2 separate regions of the Mus musculus genome follow, and region 1 is linked to region 2. Evidence: chromatin contacts called from public HiCAR-type data. All regions are on one chromosome and are shown on one strand. The core of a region is the stretch at or near the end of the contact, and the rest is flanking DNA. Distances in the headings are between cores, read along the strand shown.

The links. HiCAR-type assays count read pairs that join an accessible place to other places.
Region 1: a HiCAR-type map of astrocytes shows a contact between it and region 2, with 2.2 times the contacts expected there. The contact joins two enhancer-like sites. A contact is called at or near these places in 1 of 484 Hi-C or Micro-C datasets (nephron progenitors), 1 of 115 datasets of contacts at active chromatin or transcription factors (astrocytes) and 1 of 9 other capture datasets (embryonic stem cells).

The regions. Positions count from the first base shown.
Region 1 is chr8:116,370,243-116,376,163 of GRCm38.p6, reverse strand. No RefSeq gene overlaps it. Among named protein-coding and RNA genes, the nearest start is that of Gm31278, 21 kb to the right of the region's middle. Within about 2 kb of position 3,388, at least 49 of the 459 cell types and tissues checked have an H3K27ac peak or open chromatin away from gene starts, as enhancers often do. A contact at or near this core is called in astrocytes, where this site is marked.
Region 2 is chr8:116,113,701-116,119,244 of GRCm38.p6, reverse strand. No RefSeq gene overlaps it. Among named protein-coding and RNA genes, the nearest start is that of Gm31225, 74 kb to the left of the region's middle. Within about 2 kb of position 2,449, at least 61 of the 459 cell types and tissues checked have an H3K27ac peak or open chromatin away from gene starts, as enhancers often do. A contact at or near this core is called in astrocytes, where this site is marked.

The sequences.
Region 1 (5,921 bases), core at 2,139-4,638, 260 kb before region 2:
CTGTGGCAGAACACAGTGGCCACCCTCTACCCCCACCCCACCCCCTGCCTTATCTGTGGCTTCACTTTCTGTGGCTTCAATTACCCGTGGGCAACCACAGTCTGAAAATGTTAAATGGAAAATTCCAGAAATAAACAATTCATAACTTTTAAATTGTGTGCTGTTCTGAATGCTGTGATGAAATCTCACACCATCCCACGTCATCCCACTCAGGATTGAATTCATTCTTTGTTGGGTACGGCTGTGATATATGGATCTTATACATACAAGGAAAGAAAGTCCGTGGTGACGTAACTTAAAAAATGCAATAGAGATGACCTATTTTAGGATTAGTCACTGTGGCTAATCTCTGTGCTTAATTTGTAGATAGAACTTTATCTTAGATATTATTTATAGAAAGGCTCCCCTCCCTCTGTGTGTGAGCGTGTGTGTGTGTGTGTGTGTGTGTGTGTGTGTGTGTGTGAGTGTGTTTGCATGGCTTGCTTTCAGGCATCCACTGGCCACCTTCACACATAGTCCCGGAGGATAACTGGGTCTTTTTGTGTTTGTTTTTCTTAACGAAATTTTTATACGGAGTGGTGTTTTTCATTATAACTTGGATCTTCTAACAAATTGCCAGAGAGTAAACAACCAGCCCCAATTTCTTACAGTTGGAGAAGCCAGAGCCCTAGGTCAGAATGCCACAGATGGATTGTGGTAAGGGCTGTCTTTCTGCACCCACTCCTTATGGGTGTGCAGAGACAAGGCATGTTCTCCTCGTCCTGCCATGGACCCATTTCTATCCTTAAGACTCATCCAAGCCTGGCCACTTTCAATTGACCTCATTTCTAGAAGGCGTATCATGGTTGGGAGTCAGTAGATGAATTTGATGGAAGGATAAGACATCATTTTGGCTTTCTTCAGCTCCTGAGGTAGTTGCTAGCTCACAATGGCAGAAACCCAAGGAGAGTGCCTCTGAGCTGTATCTCTGTAGGGCCAGCAAGCATCCTGGTTTCATACAGCTGAGCATCTGCGTAGGAGGAGGACACACCTAAGACTTCCCTTACCTCCTGAATGTAGTAGAAGTGGCTGGAAGAGGCTTTTCTGTGTTTCCTAAGCCGAGACAGCAGCTGAGTAACCAGGGGCAACTGAGGTGGGTCGGGGTGATAGAAAAGGCAAGCAGCTCCTCAGGGTGGGACAGTGGCCGGAGTTCTCTCCCTGCAGGGCAGTTTCTTGTGAGAGGTCACCAGAGCCCTTCTTCCAGCTCAGGATAAAGGATGCTCTTTACAGCCTGGTTTAGCAGGCCTGCTGTGCCTACCTGTGTACCACTAGTGGCCTCCTGCAGACAATTCAACACAGTGGGGGTCCTTCATTCCACTACCTCTGAGAGTTTCAGATGGTCACCTTGAAACAGAGTCATTCTATATAGTAGGGAGACATCCTTCCTACTTTATCCCAAGACTTAACCAAGTCTGTGGAATGGGGCAGACACATAATATAAGACCTGTCACTATTGCTGGATAACTGTCTAGGGATATGAGGGAAACAAAGGTAGTTCCAGAATTGTAAGGTCAATTATCATTTATTAATGGTGGTTATGGGCCATGGCAGAGTCATTTATACATTACGTTTTCTTTTCAGTCTAGAAGGTTCCTATTTATATTTTTAAAGACCAGAGTCAGCTTGCATAGGATGGGGCTTTTGGAACTCAGCTGGTAAGGTTGGGTACCTGTTTTCAAGATTCTATTTGCAGTCTGATTTACCCTGACTTTATACTGCAAGCTCCTTGTTCTCCAAGTGCTAATGACCCCCAGGCTGTGCGTGTGGCTGTGACGTGCATTCCATCTATACATGTAAGCGCATCGTAATGACAGCATGCGTAGGTTCATGGAAATGGGCATCAATATACCCAGGGCGACAGGCGGAACAGGATGGGCTGACTTCGCGGGGACATTTTCTTTTTTTTTTTTATGTCTTGAGGCAGAGTCTTATGAAGCTCTGGCCAGCCTTCAAATCCCTATGTGGCCAACAGTGACCTTGAACTCCTGGTCATCCTGCCTTCCCATGTGCTGGAATCTCATTTTGGCAGCGTGTGTCTTCATGTACATATATCTGTGTGCATGTAGAAGCCAGATGTCAAGTTCAAATGTCTTCCTTTATTGATTTACACCTTATTGTTTTGAGGCAGGGTCTTCCATTGAACCTGCTTAGGCTAGACTGGCTGACCCATGTCGTAGGGATCTGCCTGTCTCTGCTCTACCCCAGTATTGGCATCCGAGATGTACTCTGTCCTCCTTCTGCCAGCACTTGAGTTATAGACACACCTGCCTACTTCTGCTTTTTACATCTGGGCTGAGGATTTGAACTCGGATCCTCCTGCTTGTACAGAAGGCACTTCTTGACAGAGCTTTCTCCCTTTCTCCCCAGCCTGATTTTTGGCTCTTTGCAATAGGGTCTTAGTTATAATTATCGGTGGGCTGCCATGAAATATGTACACCAGGCTGAATGTGAAGTTGTAGCTCTCCTCTTGCCTCTACCTTTCAAGTGCAGGACTTACAGGCATGTGGTACCACGCCTAGCCTCCTGAGGCATTCTAATCTCAACTAGACTTTTAAAAAACTAGTCCCATAATGGAAAGAGAGAGTAAGATCGCAAAAAATAAGGAAAACTTGGTAACGATCATTTATATTTTTATCCAAGGATGGCTGAGGCTAGATTGGTTTTTAAATTCTTTTTTTTTTCTTTTTTCTTTTTAACTTCTGAGTTTCAGGCATAACTCAAGGATACCGGGAGTTTCCTCAGTTTTTGTTTTCAGATTTAAAGATTTCACTGTATTTATTCATTTCCGTAAGGGGGCAGGGGTTGGTATTGTGTGTGTAAGCACAATGCCCAAGATGGCCAGAAGAGGGTGTCAGGGTTCCTGGCGCTGTAGTTAACAAGTGGCTGTGAGCCATCCAGTGTAGGTGGGGACCTGAACTCAGGTCTCCAGCAGGGGCAGTAACCAGTCTTAACAGTACTGCCATCTCTCCAGCCTTGTTTTCAAAATTTAAGTCTTTCTTTAGTCCCCTTTCTTACCATCATATATGCATTACAAAATCATCAAGTTTCATTACGACATCTTTTTTGTTTTTGTTTTTGTTTTTTTCGACGCAGGGTTTCTCTGTGTAGCCCTGGCTGTCCTGGAACTCACTCTGTTGGCCATTTTGATATATGTATACAATGTACTTTTGAACCCCCCCCCCCCACCTTCTCTAGTTAGTCTCCCCTCCCCCTCCCACTGGTCCTTTTCCTCTTCCCGAATAGTCTTGCTTCCACTTTCATCTAAAATCCTCCCTTTTGTACTTACCATGATTCAGCAGAATGGGCTCTGGCCAGTCTTGGCTTGTGTTCTCTCTTCTTGGCACAGGCCTCCTAAACAGCAGGGCTTCTGTTCCTCCCAGCTCTTTCTGGATCTCAGAGTGCATGCGCAGGAGCTTAGGTTCTGAGTCAGATTCTCACCTCCAGGGTCCCTCAAACCCGAGGCAGCAACATCAGACATCTAGGGCTGGTGTGTGTGTGTGTGTGTGTGTGTGTGTGTGTGTGTGTGTGTGTTGCTGAACCAGAGATCTAGGAGGGTGGCTGTAATGCGTTGCATCTCTGCCTATCAGTGTGTCTTGTTTTTCCTTTTTCAAAATTGAAACATACAGGAGCTGAGCCGCCCCTCTACCCCTGTGAGAAGTAATTCACTACACCAGCTGCTTTTGCGACTCCACTCCCTTCCTTGGGTACCTGTCATCCTGAGGTTTGGAGGCGCCCCCTCCCCAACCCCCACCGCTAGTGTTTGAAACACTCATTGGTCAATCCATTGGGCTAGCACTGGCTCTAACTCCCCAGACCTGCCTCTCAGTGCCCTCATTGACCTTCTGCTGATAGGTTTCCATCACTCCCTTCCGGTTTGAGTTTCTGTTAGTTTTTCTTGTGGCGCATCTGATTGGCACCGCAGGCTCTCTGGATAGAACTCTGATGTGTTTTTCTTTGGAAACTGGCCCTGGCATCACAGAACCTCAACATATCCGCCGTTGGGGGGGAGGGGGCATGATCTGGCGGGGGTGGGGTGGGAGAACAGGTAAACAGTATGTTACAGGGGGTTGATGCATGTTGGAACTCCCCTTTGCCAGCGGTTCTGCAGAAACCTCGGAGTTGTCGGAACTTATCTTTCTTGTAGCTATCTCTTCTGGAAACCCTCCAGCAGGCCTTATCTAGAAGACTCCTTTTCTCTCCTAGAAAAAAGAAATACCATTACGGAGAAAAGGACAGAAACCTCCTAGCACATTTCCCCACCATCCCACTTTTAAACTTTCCAGCCCACTCGGCCTTGCCCTGGAATTTTAGGCCCCAATTAAACCTTTTGTGCCTCTTTACATAATGGCTGGGTCCCTCTGAAGGGGAATGGGTGGAGAGACAATTTTATGCATTGTGCTTGTGTTCTGTGATTGGGTCAACAGTCCATCCCCTGGAATAAAAAGAATAGCTTAGGGATGAGAACAAAACCATCATTTAAAAATACCCACAGCCATCTCACCCACCACAGAGGAGGCGACATTTGGGTATTCTGACTCTTCTGGTATCCCCTCCAGTTAGAGGAAGCAGACCCTCCCCCACCTCCCAGCTCAGTTCCAGCTGAACTTGCCCCACAGGTCACACATAGCTAAAGCCACAGTGAATGAACTTTACAGATGAAGTAGAAAACGTAACCCTGACCGCCATGGCTTCTGTGCCCCAGGGTCTGCCTGGTCTATGTCTTAGAATAGGGTCAGAAGACAGGGGAGGGGCCCTTCCACAGAGGTGTCCTGCTTGGGGAAAGCCATGAGCCCAGCAAGGAATGAGAAATTATCATTCTTCTGATCTTGATGTGTGTGGGATGACTTGAAACGATTGAAAAATCAAATCGGAAGTAGTGCAAGGATTTTTTTCCTGGGGAACCTGAGGTCAGCAAATGTGTTCTGGGCTTTGGGTTGTATTTTGGAGACTATAGAATGTGGTAGGTACTGCCCTGTCTCTCCTCTCCTTGTTTTATAATGGGCAAGATGAGACAGTCTCCAGCATAGTGCACTTAAGTCTAACTGAAAGCTATGTGCAGTGCTGTGGGGTATCAGAGATGGACAGAGGACTCATCAATCCAACCAATAAAATACCCACTATGTGTTGTCAGGCTAGATCCTGGGGAGTGATGAGAGGAAAGAGGAAGGTTTCTGCTGTCATATAGCTTGCAGCCGGGTGGCCTTATTTAGAGAAAAAACAACCAAAGACCTAAAGGAACTAACACCGTTGGATCTTTTTGGTTTTTTTTGTTTTTACAAAGGGGGTTTCACATAAGTCTAGCCTGGTCTGGATCCCCCAGCAGAATAGATGCACCTACCTCCTCAAAAGACCAAGGTCTGGGAGTTTAAATCATTCAGGCTCTGCCTCTAAGATAGCAAAATTAGATGTTGTCATATGGTTACAAGTTGCAGACACTTGCTTGTGGGGCTAAATGAGTGAGGGGATTGCAGAGTGGGGCATTAGTCATGACCCAGGAGTTCAGCTTCTGGCCTGGATGTGTGGTTCCCCCTCACTCGGCAGGAACACCTTTCTCTGAGTATAGGAATGACTCCCAAGTTTTAATGTGAAAAGGTCCTTTAGTCAACTCCAATGGAAACAGAAATGTTCTCGCAAATGTGCAAAATTGGTTTTGAAAAGAATCTGCTTCTCCCGTGCTCCTTGCTCTTCTCTTGGTGGAAGAAAAAAAAAATCTGAGCACGATACAGTTTATAAAGTATTCTCACACACGTATATTCTTTGAAAAGCAAACATCTTTAAAAAATCAAGGACAGATGTTCTGGAACCCTTAGGTTGGAGAGGAATGCAAAGTTAGGTAGATACGATGGAGCAATCCCCTCGGCGGTCCTATTCCGGCTTGGCAC
Region 2 (5,544 bases), core at 1,200-3,699:
GCCATCACTCTGCTCTGTAAAGGACTCCATTCAATACTTCCACATCAAAGGTGGTAAAGAAGCTGAGCTTGATACTGTGTGTCTTCAGTCCCAACATTCAGAAGGTGGAGGCAAGAGGATTGCTGCAAGTTGGAGAGTCAGCCCATCCCATCCCAGCAAGCCACAGAAATAGCTCTGTGAGAGTGTGAGTGTGCCTCAATTATGAAAGAGTGTTTATCTAGTAGACATAGATACTTAGGTTCAATGTTAATCATCCCATAAACTGAGCATGCTAACCCTAATAATAACATGCATGCATACATTCCTAGTACTTAGGGTGGTAGGAGTATGGGAAGGTTAAGGCCATCCTTGCCTATATATAAGTTTGAGGCTAACCTGGGCTACATGAGATCTTGTCCAAAAACCAGCCAGCCAACAGACAAATAAAATAAAACACATAGGTAAAACAAATTAAAAAAAAAAAAACCAAGTAATTAATCAAACACTAAAAGTACTAAAAGTTGTAACAATTAAAAAAAAAGTAAGAAAGAAAGAATTTTTTTTTAAAAAAAATCTTTTTATCTTTTGGGGCCGTGGTGATGGAATTTCCCAGTGTTCTGTCAAGGTTCATGGAAAAGATTTAAAAGGAGGAGGAAGTGAATGAGGCTGATCGGTGAGAGGGGAGAAGCTGGGTGGAAGCAGGCTGGGTTGGGGCAGAGTTTGAGGAAGAAATCATGACACATTCCAGTCCTCCTGTCTTCTTTCTGCTCTACTCCTAACACTCAATGTTAAATGTTTGCCAAAAGGAGGCTAGTCAGCAATGGTCCTACAGAATGGCATCCCTAAACTGATTCTTTTCTCTGGTGTATTTCTTGCACACCCTGTCAACTTGGCTTACTGTGCAGCTGCTGGACTTGGTTGGAGGAGCCATGGAACATGGCAAGTCTGGGCAAAAACACAGACCATAAGAACTACAGTCCTTTCCTCCTGCTGGGTTTCTAAACACTGGAGAGAAGAAGTTGCACGGAGAAATGAGTCCTGAGTCCTGGGAGAGATTTCCTAATCAGCAAGGGATGCTAAGATGATCCCTTCTCAGGGCGAAGGATCATGGGAGTCAAGATTAGTATTGAGCAGTGGTAAATGAGAGACCCAAGGGTGACTCAGACTTGGTTTCCATCCAGGTCTTTGCACTCCCCATCAGGAGAGCTATTTGAAATGACCACTCACTTTTTCCTTTCTGTCTCTGTCTCTCATTATCCTCTCTTTATTTTTATGCATGTATAAATATGTACACTTTTAAATCTAGCTTCTGTATAAAAGAGAAAGCATGGGTTCTTCTTGTTATGCGCTTTGACTTATTTCATTTAACCTGATGTTTCCAGTTGCATCCATTTTTATCCAAGTGTCAAATACACACACACACACACACACACACACACACACACACACACACACACACACACACAACACGTGTGTGTGTGTATACATATATGTGTATACATATATGTGTGTGTGTGTATATATATATATACATATACATACACACACACACACACACACACACACACACACACACACACAAGATTCCATTGAATAGAGGTATTGTCTCTTCTTTGTCCATTTGTCTGTTGATGGACATCTCCTAGGCTACACAGAAAGACTATGTAAATAAATAAAGATTCAGATAATTAAATAAATACATAAATAAAATTTCCAAAAGGTAAAAACAAATCAGTAAGTGAAGAAATAGCCTTGAGCTCATTTTAGACTTTCTTTTGAGGGAATGGAGGAATCACTCAAGGCTCATAAAGAAGAGGCTGCCATGGTCAGAAATGATTCTCTGCTAGAAATGAATTAGGAGGTATAGAGGGGAGCCTGACACAATGTTACAGTGATGAGCACTGAGCGTGTTATCAAGAAAAGATGGATAAAGGTGTTATTGACAGGGCTGAGGAGATGGTCCAGGGATAAACCACTTGTTGGTAAGCATAAGGACCTAGGTTGGGAGACCACATAAAGATGGATGTGATAGTGTGCGCTTGTAATTCCAGGTCTTTTGTGTTGGGATAGGAGGCAGAGGCAGGAGGATTTCTAGAAGCTGGTAGGCAATAGTGATGGTGAGCAAGAGAACCTGCCTCCAACAAGGCAAAGGCAAAAGCACTGACACCTGAGATGTTCCTCTGACCCCCCCCCCCCCACACACACACACACACACAGGCACTCGAGGAGAGAGGGGGGAGGGGAGATTAAAAGAGTGGATAGATAGGGAAAGAGAGGAGCAAATGAGGATGACTCTGTAATTGTCACGTGGATGGCGAGCCCTGGAAGGAGACAGGAGGCTCGCCAAGGACAGCCAAGCGTATTGTTAGGAATGAGGAACCTGAGAACACGAGGAGCAAACTACCATGGTGTGAGCCACTGAAGGAGCTGGATATCTAAGACTCGGGATGCTGGTTGTCAGGGAGACACTACCCATGATGTCACACTCTGGTGACTGCTGTTAATGAAGTGTAATTAGCAACGTGGACAGAACACATGGACAAAGAGACATGGGATACATTCCCTAAGCCTTTAGAAAGGGACTCATTCTCATGCTATCTGTATGCCAGAATTATTTCCTTTTCTTTTTTAATATTTTCTTCACTCTTTTTTTGTTTTATCCAGTTCTTTTACTTTGTGTGTGTTTTACCCCTTTAGGACAACAATCTCAAACTTACGGGGGGTTGGGAGGAACAAAAAGGAAGGGAAAAAGTAACTGTTTTTGTTTTTGTTCTCTCTCTCTCTCTCTCTCTCTCTCTCTCTCTCTGAATTTCCAGTCTAATCCAAGAGCAAATCTGGCATAAGGGAAATCATTTTGGAAAATAAAAGTCACCTACAATGGGGCTTAGAGGGGATCTGGGAAGAAGAGGCAAGGGAGGGGGGCAGGGTTTGGATGCAGTTTTAACTGCGGGGTGATCCAAAACAGTTACGTTTTGAAAAGCCTGACAAAACCAAGTGAGAAGGAGAACAGGCTTTTCAGCTCCTCTAACCCCGGACAGCTGGCCCCCTGCCAACGTCAATATTAGCCAAAGAAGCTTGGCCCCCATTCAGGCTGATCAAATGTGACTTAGGAGGATGCGCGGACCCAGGCTTAGAGGACGCACACGCGCTCCGTGAGTCAGGATAATAATTACAGGCTTTAATAAACGCAAACACGGTGATAACAGCTTTACATAGTCAGGGCTGCCGATGCCAAGACCCGACAGTCACCAATTTGGGATTTTAGCCATAACCAAGGAGCCCACTGGTACATTCCCTCCTCATCACGAGCCTCCCCTCTCTGCCAGTACTCCATAACCTAGCAACCCCAACCAGTCACTTGGCTTAGGTTCCATCAAGGATCCAGATTTGGCTCCCGATGCGCCCTACTGCCTGATCGTGGCTCACAATGTTCTTCTCTGCATGGCCTTCTTTTTAAACTCACTATGCAAATCCCAGTGTTGGGGTTCAGAGTTAGGAATGAGAGGGGCCTGCCTTCCTTCCCTCTGGCAGGTCTGAACTCTTAGTATTTTTAGAGACTATGTTCATGTTGCATACACGAACACACACACACACACACACACACACACACACACACACACACACAGACACACACACACACATACACACACAGACACACACACACATACACACACACACACATACACACACATACACACACACACACACACACACACACACACACACACACACACACACACACCTTGCCCCAACTCATTCAGAACTGCCTAAGATGTACAGTTGAATAGACAGACACGTCACTTAAAAGCCTGAGAGAATCCCTTATAGGCTTCCATTCCATAGCTGACTCTCTTATTCACTAGTTACCCAAAGGTGAGCCTGTTTCCATCTTCTGAGTCCACAATCCTCACTTATTAAAGAAGAGTCAGAATGTGGATTGCTTACTGACATTGTCAAGGTGGAGGACAGGGGAGGATGACAGTTCTATGGCAGCGCTGTGGAGCAATAGATGTTCAACTAATCATAGCTAACTGTGCCCTGGCTATGTGCCAGCCTCTGTGCTTATCAATTTATGTGCAGTGCTTTTAAAGTGGTTATTGCTCTCATTGTTTTCTCTTGGGAACACTCTTACTACGTCTACAATCTTAACCTGAGTAAACTCCAAGAGGAATATCTCAAGGTCATTATAGGCACTCCATAAATACTTGTGAAGTGAATGAGAAGTTTTATCTTTTTCTTCTAGGGACCCTTGATATCTTTAGTACTGAGATTCCCTCTCCTCCATCACACAGGGAAACTGAGGCCAAGGCAGTCTGTGTTAGAGGGCAGGGTAACATGCAAGCTCCACACCAGAATGGGCTCTGGATGGTGCTCCGGTGGTAGTGCAAGCAATCTGCACAGCCTCCTCCATCTTCCTTCTCTGCCCAGTTATCCTTGAGACAAGCCAGCCATCTCAGGGCCAGGTTCTGGCTAAGGCAGAGTACAATTTTCAGCCCATGAGAGCAAGCCCCATGCTGTCTGCTATCCCAGGACAGAATCCTTGGACACCAAAGCCTTTAGGCAGCCAGCCAAGGAAGCTGTGGGCCTCTTGGCGGCCCAGCTTGTGGCCAGGGAATTGTTCATGAGAGGAAGTCTTTCCTCCATCCTCACTGGGACCAATGCAGGTGCAGGCTCTTGGCCAAGGCTGTCTGGAAGGGGAGAAGGGGAGGAAGGAGACAGGGAGGAGGAAACCCCCTGGTCCTGTTATATTCAGGGAGAGATGGACCACAGGGCTGTTGTTCTGGGGGTGCAACTACAGAGCTATGTGCAGAGAAGACCTTTGCAAGGGTTAGGGGTGTTGTCTCTGTCTTTGCAAAAAGGGTGTTCTCTTCTTTTCAAAGAAAAGTCTCTGCTCTCCTGGAGAGCAACCATGAGCTGTATGCATGATTGGTCCTTGCAGGCTTCTCTGATCTTTTATCAACACTAGAAAGTGATGTAGCCTAACAAGGAGACAAAGAAATAGGGCTGCTTAGATGGCTCAGTGGAAAAGGTAGGTGCTTTCAGGACAAGCCTGATGACTTGAGTTAGACCCCTAGAGCCCACAGAAGAGGCAGACATGTTAGCTATCATAAGCGCCTGTAACCCTAGAACACCCCTACAGGGAGAAAGGGGGCCGAGACAAGAGAATTCCTCAGAAGCCTGTAGGCCAGCTAGCATGGTCTACACAGTAGTGAATCAGAAACCCTGTCTCAAGCAAGCAGAAGGTGAGGAACAACAGCTGAGGTTAGCTTTTGACCTCCACAGAAGCTCACGGCATGGCATGGGCAATTCTCTCTCTCTCTCTCTCTCTCTCTCTCTCTCTCTCTCTCTCTCTCTCTCTCTCTCTCTCCATATCTATATATTTATATTTCTAAATATCAATATATCTATATCTCTATATGTCTATATATCTATATAATCTATCTCTATCTCAATCTTTGTGCGAGTGTGTGTGTGTGTGTGTGTGTGTGTGTGTGTGTGTGTGTATTTACAAACTCTTACTCATCTTTCCAATCATTTCTTAGACATTAACACCCCTAGGATGTT